Regions from separate parts of the Mus musculus genome. Here region 2 is linked to region 1. A link is a contact called in public Micro-C data. All regions are on one chromosome and are shown on one strand. Each heading gives the region's core, a stretch centred on a gene start, on an enhancer-like site or on the middle of the called end of the contact. The rest is flanking DNA. Distances are from core to core; before and after follow the strand shown. Region 1 has its middle 36 kb from the start of Gm2788. Region 2 holds the start of Gm51448 (a long non-coding RNA gene).

The links. A called contact is a pair of places that touch in the nucleus more often than the background predicts.
Region 2: a contact with region 1 is called in a Micro-C map of embryonic stem cells, with 1.7 times the contacts expected there. The contact joins two enhancer-like sites. A contact is called at or near these places in 1 of 484 Hi-C or Micro-C datasets (embryonic stem cells) and 2 of 115 datasets of contacts at active chromatin or transcription factors (embryonic stem cells and pancreatic cancer cells).

Annotation. Positions count from the first base shown.
Region 1 is chr7:48,914,658-48,920,927 of GRCm38.p6, forward strand. No RefSeq gene overlaps it. Among named protein-coding and RNA genes, the nearest start is that of Gm2788, 36 kb to the left of the region's middle. Within about 2 kb of position 3,069, at least 59 of the 459 cell types and tissues checked have an H3K27ac peak or open chromatin away from gene starts, as enhancers often do. A contact at or near this core is called in embryonic stem cells, where this site is marked.
Region 2 is chr7:49,344,397-49,350,666 of GRCm38.p6, forward strand. The region is part of intron 1 of Nav2 (neuron navigator 2); the gene reads left to right. It overlaps Gm51448 (a long non-coding RNA gene), which reads right to left and starts at 6,214. Exons shown (of 3, transcript XR_003946640.1): 1 at 5,903-6,214; 2 at 5,365-5,555. Within about 2 kb of position 3,030, at least 9 of the 459 cell types and tissues checked have an H3K27ac peak or open chromatin away from gene starts, as enhancers often do. A contact at or near this core is called in embryonic stem cells, where this site is marked.

The DNA.
Region 1 (6,270 bases), core at 1,819-4,318:
GTCACTCGGAGGAAAGATCCCTGGACACCCTTCCTTCAGTGTGAGTTGGCATGGTGATGGTAAGCTCTTTCATGTTTTCTTGTGAAGAACTGTCTCTCTTGTCTCAGTATTAGATGTGGGGCTGAATCTGTTCACAGAAGCGCTGGCCTTTGCAGTCTGCTTCATTCCACTTTGACCCGAATTACCCAGAGAACAGGGAGCAGTGTGTTTTCTCTAATTAGTAATTATCTGGGTGACTCTCAGTGCGAGCCACATGGCCTGCCTGTCCTTTCATCCAGAGGAAGAGGTTAGCGAAATACCTTGGTGGCACGAAAACTAGACTTTTAAGTGTGAGATTTTATTATTTTTTATTATTTCTCTTTACTTAGATCTCTGTGAGAATCATGATGTTTCCAAGGCAACACATGGCTTGGGGGAAATCGGAGAATATTCCCGATGCAGAGGATAACATCCAGCTAGCAGACAATGCTATCCACGCACAGATGTCAGTATTCAGTGGGACCCAGCTGTCCTATGATTAGGATTGGGGAGGCTTGAGTTTCAAAGTACAATGGTCACGTTCCCATTCACTAAACCTGAAAAACCTTTCTTCCTGTGCAGAGAAAGAGCAGGCTGACAACAGGGTACAGGCTGTGGTTCCTGGTTTATCTCTGTGTAGGGGGATTGTCAGTGCAGCTCTTTGTCTCGCTCAGGTGACACACACACACACACACACACACACACACACACACTTTTAAGTCTCATTTCTGCTGTGTCTGCCTACTGGGGACACACATAGCCTTTATTTTTCATCCCAAATATTTCCGTTGTTCCAAGTGACAGACTGTTTGCTCAAGGAGACACTCATTTCTTTAAGACTCTTTAAAATGTCATTATGAAAACTTTAGTGTGGAAAGCCATATAGTTACTTAAAAGCATCAACCACCTCACTCAGGGAACTTTTATTAGTATATTAAGCCCTCCCCGACATTTCTCTGAAATGAATCCACACTGTATGCACAAGGTAGAATATATACACTAATTTATAAACGGTGTCCTTAATGACCATCTTAGTGACCAGGAGGGTCTCTCACTCTCCTGGAGTGAGGTGGCGTGGTGCATGGCATATGCTCTGCGCTCCGTGATTCTGTGCCAGCTGTGATCCTGTCAGTGAGCAGCTCTCTGACCTGGAGTTCTATAGCTTCTCAGGTGTCTTGGAAATCTCCTCTGTAAAGTGGAGCTGCCAGCGATAAGATCTGTGATGTTAGGGTTATTATGACAGTAAAATACGTTAAAGAGACAATAGACCTTAGTGCCGCACCCAGCATGTGGCCCTGTAATTAGATGTTCATTGTTGTTATCTTTCCAAGTTATCGCTTCTATCTACATACAGCACAGTTGCATTGGCTGTGAATTGTACCGCGGTGCTGATTTGTAAGCCCTCTTCTCTGCTTTCCTTTTGGTGCTGTGGTGTTTAATGTGGTGCTTTGACGAAACTCAGACCTAGAGCTATTTGCTGCACATGGGCAGACAGCAGAAAGGAACCCAGTGGTCTCAGGAGGGGGCCTTGGGGGTGTGGGAAGAGAGAGTAGAGCCTCAACTGTGATGTTTAGCAGACGAGGGGATCATACATGAACTCTATGGGGCCTGATCTCTGGTCTTTTACTCTGAGCATCACAAGCAACCCCCTTACCATCTGTAGACTTTACTGCTCGGATCTGTGAGATGAAGATTCTCTAGGTGTGAACCTCCTTGGGTCCTTACAAGTGACGAATTAGGTTGTTTGTCTTAATAAACATTTTCTGTTATTAGAAATTGAAAGCTAGCTTTTTACACACACACATACACATATGTATTTCCCCTTTCTATTTCCATTGCCCCCTTGCAGGGTAATAAGCTAAAAAGCATCTAGTGACTGATTTTGGAAACAGAATAGTCAGTCCTGTGAGAACAAGAGGGGAGAGAGAGAGGGAAAGACTTAGCCCGGTGGAGAAAGAAAGACCAGGGGTCTTGGAGACTGTTGAAGTAAAAGTCAAGAAGCTTGTGTGCGGATGTTGCTGACAGAATAAAGGTAGAAAGTTGGTCTCCAAAGGTGACTGAATGGAGCGGGGGATGGGGGGATGTTGGGGAGCTGAGACAGGAGTCACAGAGACTATTAGCCTGTGCGGGTAGGCACACACACATTGTTTTCACATGGCTATACATGTTCATGGTTTATTGCTGCTACAGTCACTGGGTAAGTTGTAAGGGTCTGCCTTTCCCCTTTCTATTTCCATTGCCCTCCTGCAGGGTAATAAGCTTCCATTTCACACGTAGTTTTATTTTTAATCTTATTCTTCTCTGAGGCAGGGCTCTCTCTGTAGCCTATTCTAGCCTCAGACTTTCCGTGCAGTCTAAATTGGGCCACCAGAGCTCCTTCCTCCATTTCCCTGAGTCCTGGATCAAGGCACATCCCATCACTGTGAGTCCCACACACCTTTTGGTACTCAGTTCTTCCACTTCGCCTCTGCCAGCTGAAGCCAGAGCAGGCTTACCTGCTGTGGAATCAGGAGAAGGGAGAGAGTACAGTGTGACTTCCTGTTTGTTTCTGGTCACCATCTCCATTATCCCAGTTGCTCATCACCCCATCCCTCTGTCACCCGGCCAGCCCTCTGACACTCCTTGTTACTCAGGCCTTTTGGCAGTGACCTCTCATGTCAGGAGAGCATTGCAACTCTGGCTTCGTTTTCACCCTCCATTCTCAGAGCAGTCTCAAGACACCACATTTGTTAGCATCCTTCCCAATGCGTGGCTCCATCTCTGAGGGCCTCCCTTTGTGCCTGTCTCAGTGCAGCTCCAGCATCCTCTTTGTCTTGCAGTTCTCTGATTCCTGGTGAGAAACAATTCAGGTCAAGTAATCTCTTAAAATTCCTGGTGTGGTTTCCGCTTCCTGACGTTGCTTTCTTTAATATCCTGTCCAAACTTCACTCTGTTCAAATGAGCCAGTTGAGAAAGGAATGTTAAAGTTAAGAGCAAACTTTGCTCCGAAGGAAGGGTGTGGATGTTTCCGCTTGTCCCCTGGCTCTGGACTGACTCACTGCTGTGCCTGACTTTGACTTACCACATCCCAGCCCCAGAAGATGCCCTGGAGGTCTGGCACCTAGTGGCTGTGCTTTGGGGCTGTGGGTGCTGCCACAGACACAGGCAGAGCTAAAAAGCATCTAGTGACCGATTTTGGAAACAGAATAGTCAGTCCTGTGAGAAGGAGAGGGGAGAGAGAGAGGGAAAGACTTAGCCTGGTTGGAGAAAGAAAGACCAGGGGTCTTGGAGACTGTTGAAGTAAAAGTCAAGACGCTTGTATGCAGATGTCTTGTATGCAGATGTCGCTGACAGAATAAAGGTAAAAAGTTGGTCTCCAAAGGTGACTGAATGGAGCGGGGGATGGGGGGATGTTGGGGAGCTGAGACAGGAGTCACAGAGACTATTAGCCTGGGTACTGAGGGGTGGTTTCAGTCTCTGCCTTACCTGCTGATAATGAAAGGGCCGGCACAATAGGTAGGTCAACACCACTTTCCTGCTCTGATGGTTTCCAAAAGAACTCGCCGCCTCCCTGCTGGGGTATTTCCAGAAGCCTGTTTGAGACCACTCACCATGACCTCCTCTTTCAGATTCAGGATCCCATCCCCCCTCAACCCCCTGCCTTCTGTCTGTCTGCCTCTCCTTTTCTCTTTCCCCTTTCTCCTGTTTTTTCCCCTCTTTCCTTTCTCTCCCACCTGCCTCTCTTACACACACGCGCGCGCGCACGCGTACACACACACACACACACTTCATGCACGAGGCACACTTGGCCTCAGATGAGATGATCCTTTGCAATCTGCCCTTAAGCAGTGGTCCGAACAGACCCACCTAGCCAGGCTTTAAGAGCAGCCCCTGCCTGCCCTCTGATCGTTGGGTGGGTCCCAATATGACCAGTTGGCTTTACTGACTCAAGGGACCAGGTGCTGTTGCCAGCCTGGGAGAAGGCAGGGGCTCTGGTGAAAGGAACTTGTGAGTCACCATTGGGGTGCCTTGTGTAGTCATCTGTGAGTCCAAAAAAAGACGGTTAATGTCTTGACCCAAAATGTGATCATCCTGATTGAAAGAAAACCTCTCCTTTACTTCTTGGGAGACTGTTCAAAAGGAGGCAGGGGTGCATATACTGCAGGAACCAATGTTCTTTGAACTAGACAACTGTGTCATAATGTAAGGGTTACAAGGAAGCTCTCTACTGGTATCCAGGTCCTAGCTTCTCCCGCCATTAAAATCTGTGTCATCAGGGCACCTTCAAAACTTGAAGGAAAATTATTAACATGTTGCTAGTAGTTTCTAAACTCCAGCCTCTGTTCCTATGTTACCATCCTCTTCTGGATTCTATTTGGGATACCACACTGCATGTGGGGGGTCCTGTCTCAGTTTCTGTCTTTCCTTAGCTGTGACACCTTGAGGGATACTAGCATCCCTTAATTTTAGTCTGCCGGTGTTTGTCATTAGACTGTGGGTTACAGATCTGGGAGGAAGACCCCCACACCCGCTTTAGCACAGCTGTGAGTCATACACAGACACTACTAGCTCAACCCATCATGGGTGTTTCTGCATGCAGAGCTCAGGGTCCAGCTCCAAGGATGCTCCTATGACTGTGGATTGCCATTCAGAACAACACTAGAAAGGGGGTGGCTTAGGAATGGAATGAGTAGCATATGTATCAGGAAACAGCCTAGAAGTCATAGCTCTGATAAACTGTATCTCTTCTCTTCTCTGGCACTAGTGAGCAGACCCTCCCAATCTTCTCAGCTTATTTGTGTGGTCATGGTGAGACACCTGACTATGGTGAAACACTTGATGATTCACAGTGTGGCTTCTTGGGTTGGATGCTAGCTTTGATGAAGTTAATCTTAGGTTTCTATTATTCTGAATCTTTCTTCTTTTTCTTCTCTGTGAGTTTAGGATGACGGCATGGTACCTACCTTAGGATGAATTTGGTTTACTCACATAAAAGCACGTGAGAAAGAATTGTGCATAGTAAGTGCTTCACGAACGTCATCCACCTTCCTCAGCATGGTTAATGCTGAGAGCTTTACTGTCCCTGTGGTCATGTGGCTCCCATGCAGGCTGGGCTTGTGAAGGAGCCCAGATATGTGTGGGAGTTTTGATCCAAGAGCCCTTCAGCCAATCAAAAACTTCTGTGAACACTTAACATATTGCATTCTTACTTGTGCTGGCTAGACTGTTAGACTAAATAAAAACAAACCAAGAAAACTCTCCATACAAAAAGCACAACTCCTTTGGGAAAATATGGTCGTGGCAAGTCTGTTCCTATGGGTTGGAATATCATCAACTAAAATCTCCAGAAGACTGTGCAGAGCCTGTCATTGTAGAGTGTGTGCTGTTCGTATTTGATGGGGCACTGGCTTCAGGGGCAGGCAGCTGGGTTTCACCCAGAAAGAGTACCATGCTGGCATAGGAAAGGCTGGACATGACCAGCCAGTGAACATCTGCCTCGGGGAAGAAGTACCAGATTATGGCAGCTGATTATTCAATTTTCAGAATTTTTGCAAGCCAGCTCTTAAACACCAATATTATTTGAAAAATCAATATGTAGAAACATAAATTTAAAAGAAAGGTTAATGGGCCAAGAAGGTGGCCGAGTCCATAAAGCAACCCCTATCATGCTTGCTGTGTAAGCACTGGGACGTGAATTTATGTTCCCAGGACCCACATAACAAGCCAGGCAAGGCAGTATGCATCTGGCATCCCAGCACTAGAGAGTCAGAGTAGGAGGAACTCTGAAGCTCACTGGCCGGTCAGCTAGTCTAGCCAACCCAAGAGCTTCAGGTGCAGTGAGAGACCTCGTCTAAAAGAATATATCTTCAAGTTGAGGAAGCTAACTGACTTCAACTTCTGGCTTCTACATATATAGTCACACATATATGCTCATGCATATGCACAGGCATGCCCTGCCTCCTCTGTCTGTCTTTCTCTGTCTCTGTGTCTGTCTGTCTCTGTCTTTGTCTCTCTGTCTCTCTCTGTCTCTGTGTCTGCCTGTCTCTGTCACTGTCTCTGTCTCTCTGTCTCTCTGTCTCTCTCTGTCTCTGTCACACACACACACACACACACACACACACACACACACAGAGAGAGAGATAAAAGTCAACGCGTGTTTAACTGTACCCAGTCTGAATATAAATAATCAACTACAGAGTAACATGTTATGATACAGTGTATTCTTTCTTCCTCACCCTCCTGGTGATGGATGCTATCTTGGAAGTTTGAAGT
Region 2 (6,270 bases), core at 1,780-4,279, 430 kb after region 1:
CAAAGAGGCAAGATGCACTTTTCTTCTTTAGTATCTCCTTAGCATTCAGATGATTCATGTCACACACAGCTGATGGCAGTATTGGGCACTGGTATCATGCCAGTGCGATCTAACAATCAGAGTGGTCATTTTGTTAGGGTCTAAGAGAGTGGCAAGAAGCTATAGCCTCATGAGTGGGAGCTCCCCGTTAGCTTATTCTTCTCAAGCTCCCCCGGCCCCTCCCCATCAAGCCCCCTCCCCATCAAGCTGCTAGCCCAACTTCTGAGACAACATTAGCCTCCCAAGGTGGCAAGCCTTCTTTGGAGAAGAGTGGTGTTCCTTTGTGCTTAGTTGAATGCTGTATATAACTGACCTTAAAACGGTCAAATGTGTAAGCCCTACAGCCTTTGCCTTGTGAGCAGACACTGTGTTGCAGGAATATGAATGATGTGAGGGAAAGCCCCCCTCATAAAGATGGTTTGACAAGGGTTTGGGACCACCCAGCTGTCCTGAGGCCTCTGAATCTTCTCAGAGGAAAAACTCTACAAAGTCAGTATTTCTTTCTGCTTGTGTGTGTTTGGGGACTTGAACTCACATCCCCAGACTTGCACCACAAGTGCCTTCACTGGCAGAGGCATCTTGCCAACCCCTTTGCCTTTTCTTGTTGCTTTCATCCTCCAGATGTGCTGGCTCGTCACAGCAACAAGGTTGCCAGGGAACTGGGCATCCGTCTCTTTGACTTTAGATGTCTAACCCTATGTAGGCGCAGCAGTAAACAGCATCATCTTGGGGATAGGTTTCTAAACTCCTGAGCTCCAGATTCACTGCCCTGTTGAATGGATGTCTTTTGAGGTAGAGTGTTAAAAATAGGATTCACCAGAAGGAGGCTATTAATGTGTTTTGAGCCTTGACAAACACAACCAGTATGCCTGGATGGGGATTTCCATTCCCTGTTTAACCTCGATAGGCACAAGAGCCAATTCTCTCTCTTTCTTAGGAACTGTATACTTACATAAATTTCTTCTAGAAAGTTCTCTCCATCTTGGCTATCAGAATGAACCAGGCTGTCTTCTCTAACTCCTTTGTGATGTGATGGTGTATGGAGCAAACTTGGAGACTCAGTGTGTGGTGCTGATGCTGATCCATATCCAGCTGGGCACCAGTGGCCTTATCTATGTGATGAGACACACACAGGCTCCCACCCTGTCTTCCAACATGGCGAGGGTTGAGTCGTGTGAGTCCAGTAGCTGGGAGGCAGACACAGCTTTGCTGGGAGGATACCATTATTCCTCCTAAGATGACTCTATCAGGGCTCCATTTCCAGGACTCTAGAATACATAGTATGCTTGTGCAAATTGTCCTTTTGTATCCAGGGCCACACTGTCTACTGGGTAGGGGACAGCCCTTTTCTCTCAGTAGTCTTCCTGGTAAAAGCCTATTGTAAAAACATAAAACATAGCAACCTCCATAGGCCTGGCAGTTCTGACCCCTGGGATGGAGAAGAACCCAGGGCACAAGGCACAGCAGTCACTTGGTTGCTTCCAGGGAAGCCAAATCTCTAGAATTGCTGAGAGGGGAGTGAAGCTCTCATAAGGGGAAGGAGAGTGAAATGTGTTTCTAGGGTAGGGCAGTGGCAGCCACTGCTGGGGACGGCCTGCAGTCCTGTGTTTTTAAAGTTACTTTAAAACACGACTTTCGGGCTGGTGAGATGGCTCAGTGGGTAAGAGCACCCGACTGCTCTTCCGAAGGTCCAGAGTTCAAATCCCAGCAACCACATGGTGGCTCACAACCATCCGTAATGAGATCTGAAACCCTCTTCTGGTGTGTCTGAAGACAGCTACAGTGTACTTACATATAATAATAAATAAATAAATAAAATGATTAAAAAAAAAACACGACTTTCCCACCCACAGCACAGAAGTGCGTCTGTCAGGCAAGTCCTGGTTCTCTTTGACAAGTGACATGGGGTGCTCTGACCCCTTAGGACAGTGTCAGACCTTCTGGAGTCTGGCAGTGCTTTCCTGAGCAGGCCTCCCGGTTCTTCATTAAATGCCTGCCAGGGGCCACTCTTAAGATGTAGACTTCCAGTGCTGCCTGTGCCTGTGTTTCAGAGAAGCGGAGGAAGACTTAGAAAAGTTTGTGTGACTTACCAGGTCTGGGTGTAAGAAGGGGGTGAAGCCAGGACCTGTCTCCAGGTCTCATGTCACACTCCAGGTGTAGAATTCCCTGTGTGTCACTCACACACATTTGTGAATTTCAGAATACAACGCCCACTCATCTAGCCAAATGCTTTGGGGTTGAAATATCTGTACCTGATCATCTCAGAAGTCAGTGTCTCATGACTTGCTATTAATGGCTGATGCATCCCTTGAGTAAAAGGATATGAATGTGTGCATATCGCCATATACAGAAATAATGCATATGCATGCATATTATAGTCCTGGGCTCTAAGCCATCTACCTCCCACATTTTTTCTGGGTGAAGCTGTGGAAAGACCCCACTGTCTTGCCTTTGCCCTGTGCCTGGGGGTGGGGAGGCTCTCTGGACTTGCTTTACCTGGGGCAATCGGGGAGCATCATTGTTTCCTTACTCAGTTTTTTTTTTTTTAATTGCATGCGAAACACTGTTTGGACTGGCTACTGGAAATTGTAGTCAGCCCTGGGCACCTTATTTGTGTCTGTGTGACCCTTAAAAAAAGTTACAGGTCTGGAGAGATGACTCAGCAGATAAGAGTATTGGTTGCTCTTCCAGAGGACTTGGGCTTGACTCCCCGGCACCCACATGGCTCCTGTAATTCCAGTTCCAGGGGATCTGATGACCCCTCATGACCGCCACAGGCACACAGCATACCATACACACGTCACAAACACACATCCAAACAAAAATGTCCATACACATAGATAATTTAAAAATAATAATAATAATAAAAAAAGTTAAACTACAGCAACAACCCCCCTCTTTTACAAGACAAAACCCACACCTGGCAGGCCTACCAGATCGATTGCATAGAAGCATCCACCCTCCTGATGCTTAAGCCCGGATGGATTGAGGTGGAAATGTAAATGCTAGTTGAGAAGAGTGACTCATTCCCAGAACTGAGATCTCTGTGCCTCTTCGGACCTCTCAGCCCTGATGGAAAGGAACAAGAAGAGTCAGGTGAGTTTTGTTCACCCAAGACAGGCTGGGAAAGAGCCAAGGCCAAAGGAGGGGATGAAGAGCGCAGAGCCAGCCAGTTGGCATGCCTCTGTGTGTGGCAGTCGGTGCAGAAGAGAGAGCAAAGAGGTCCAGTGCCGAGATCGAAACTTAGACTCTCTCATCAGCCAGGAGAGATTTCTCCCTCTACCAGGCACAGTGTGCTTGCATGGGCTCTTGCAAGCCCACCGTGCACCCTGTGAGCCATGGAAGCAAACCTGAACTGGGAATAACCCAACTACAGCTTTGATTTGCTCGTTCCTGTCCCTTCACACACCGGGAAGCAAAACTTGGCATCTCTTTTATTATTCCTGAATCCTCTGCTTGCCCTAGAAAGCCCAGGGAAGATACACGGATTTTGTGGGAAATTTTCCAGGAGAGAATAGATTGGACAGGACTTGACTAGTGGGGTACCATCCGTTAGGCCCTGTGCACACAGCTCCCCCATTCTGCTGGCAGGTCCCAAGTCATCCCACCTGCCTCCCTGAATTCTCATGCAAAACATTTTCTTGTAGTCTCTGTGCCCTCACATTTGCATGTCCATGCCCTCCGTCTACAAAACAAAACTCTCTCTTGGAGTGGGAGGGGGAAAAACAATAACTCATCCTTCTTTTCCCGGTCCCACAGGCGTTTACTCCCTGATGGTCCACACTTTTTGAGATAAACACCTGGCTGGCAGTGCTAGCTCGGCTCCCTTGGGATGAATCCCCACGCTCAGCCAAGAGAGCAGCAACTGCTTCTTATCCCGGGAGCATCAGAAACAGAAAGCTGTAGTGAAGTAATTGGGACTGAGTATTCGTTACTGCTTTTTTAAAAATGCAATTTAATTGAAGGTGTTCGAGATTTTTAGCATAATCTCTAAATTAGCCGGTTCCCAAAGTATTCCGAAAAGTTTTTACAGCCACTTTTCTCTCTCACTGCTCTGGCTTACTGTGGTGGGTTTGTTTCGTGTTTGTTTGTTTGTTTATTTGTTTTTAACTGTGCATTCGACATCTCTGAATCCGGTGCGTCCTACAAGCATAAGAGGTGCCTCTCAGCAAAGCGTGTCTTACAGGTGCCTGTTCTGTGACTGGCTTAAGATACATCTTCAGCCATAAAATACCTTGTTTTCATGGGCTTTGAGGTTTAGCAAGTAAAGGGGAAAAAGTCATCTGTCTCACCCAGTCAACCAAATTGTCATTCCGTTGATGTCTTTCTCCTGCGCTCTGATACAGCTGTGTATTCCCCCAGAGTCCCTGTGCACCCCCTGATGTGAGCAGGGTTAGACTACTAAGGAGTATGCATTTGCAGGAGTGGAGTGGGGGTGGGGAGGGAGAGGGAGAGGGCAGGGGTAGAGGGCCCTGGACCAGGCTTGTTTACAGGATATGCTGGGATCTTACAGAAAGAAGAGAAAAGCTGGCAGAATTTGTCTCTAAATTGTCTTCCCTGTGCCTGGGTGAGGAGGGTGTTCCAGCTGAGAACACCTGCTGAGGGACCTGCGTTAGGGACCGGTGTTTGGGGGCTGGAGGGTGGCAACTAAAAAGAGGAAATAGTAGTTAAAGGTCTTCTCTCTATGTGTGTGTTACGCACCTCACTGTAGATGAAGCTGCCCCAGCCATGTGTGATTAAGACTATTGACCCGGGCTGGTGAGATGGCTCAGTGGGTAAGAGCACCCGACTGCTCTTCCGAAGGTCAGGAGTTCAAATCCCAGCAACCACATGGTGGCTCACAACCATCTGTAACGAGATCTGACTCCCTCTTCTGGAGTGTCTGAGGACAGCTACAGTGTACTTACAATAAATAAATAAATAAATCTTTAAAAAAAAAAAAAAAAGACTATTGACCCACTATACAGATGGGGAAGCTAAGGCTCTTGGAGTTGTGATTCACCTAAGGCCACAAAACCTCAGTGTCTTCACAGTTCAAAAACAACAAACAAACAAACAAAAAGTTATAACTTAAAATGGAGGGATGGAGGGATGGCTCAGTGGTTAAGAGCACTTTCAGAAGACCCGGATCCAGTTTCCAGAATCCACATGGTGACTTATAACCATCCAATTCCAAGGAATCTAGTGCACTCTCACCGGGCACATAGACACATACAGACTTGCAGGTGAAGCATTCTTGCACATAAAATTAATTGATTGAAATTATTTTTTCAAACTAAGTAATGTGAATTGCAGCTTTCTGGGAAGGAACTGACCTGAGCTTACCCTTCAGAATTATTCCAAAACGGGGCCCAGACGCAAGAGAGCAGGCCTTCAGGTCCAAGGAGCAGCCTCACTGGGAAAGATGGCCGCCTTATAGAGCTTGGCAGGGGCCTTGGAGGAAGGAACAGATTCTTCAGTCCCTGGACCATCAGGAAAGACAACAGCATCGTGGCTATAGGCAACTGTAATGTGACCTTAAAGGAAGAAAGAGGCCTTTTCTTCAAATCCACAAAATAAAAGGGATTTTGCTGTTACAGGTTTTCTGTGTGTGTGTGTGTGTGTGTGTGTGTGTGTGTGTGTGTGTGTGTGTGTGTGTGTGTTTGAAGCAAACTAAGGTAGGAAGGGCTAAAAAAGAAAGAAAGAAAGAAAGAAAGAAAGAAAGAAAGAAAGAAAGAAAGAAAGAAAGAAAGAAAGAAAGAAAAGGAAAGGAAAGAAAAAAGGAAAGGAAAGGAAAGGAAAGGAAAGGAAAGGAAAGGAAAGGAAAGGAAAGGAAAGGAAAGGAAAGGAAAGAAAAAGGTAACGGAGCTCTCTCTCTCTCCACCTGCTCTCCTGATGAGAAAGTCCCTGAAGCCAGTTTGAGCTGACCCGGCTTGAGTCTACCACTATCTCCTATTGTTCTTCATATCTTCCTTTTGGGGTGTCATTGGTCAGTTCCTCTCAGAGCTAACCTATTGCCTAACAAGTCTGGGACAGAGAGAGAGAGGTTTGCGTGATGTCTGGGTTGTCACCACCCTTGGGTGAGGCTGCCTGCCCTTCCAGATGGGTCCACTGATATTTGTTGTTGAAAGGAGGGCTATGCTGTTTGTATCCTGCTGCCCTGCTTGCTGGGAGGACTTGATCCACCCGTCATCATGTCACAATGGTGGTTGAGAGAGAGTCAGCCTGTGGCTTTCAGAAGAGAGAGAAAAC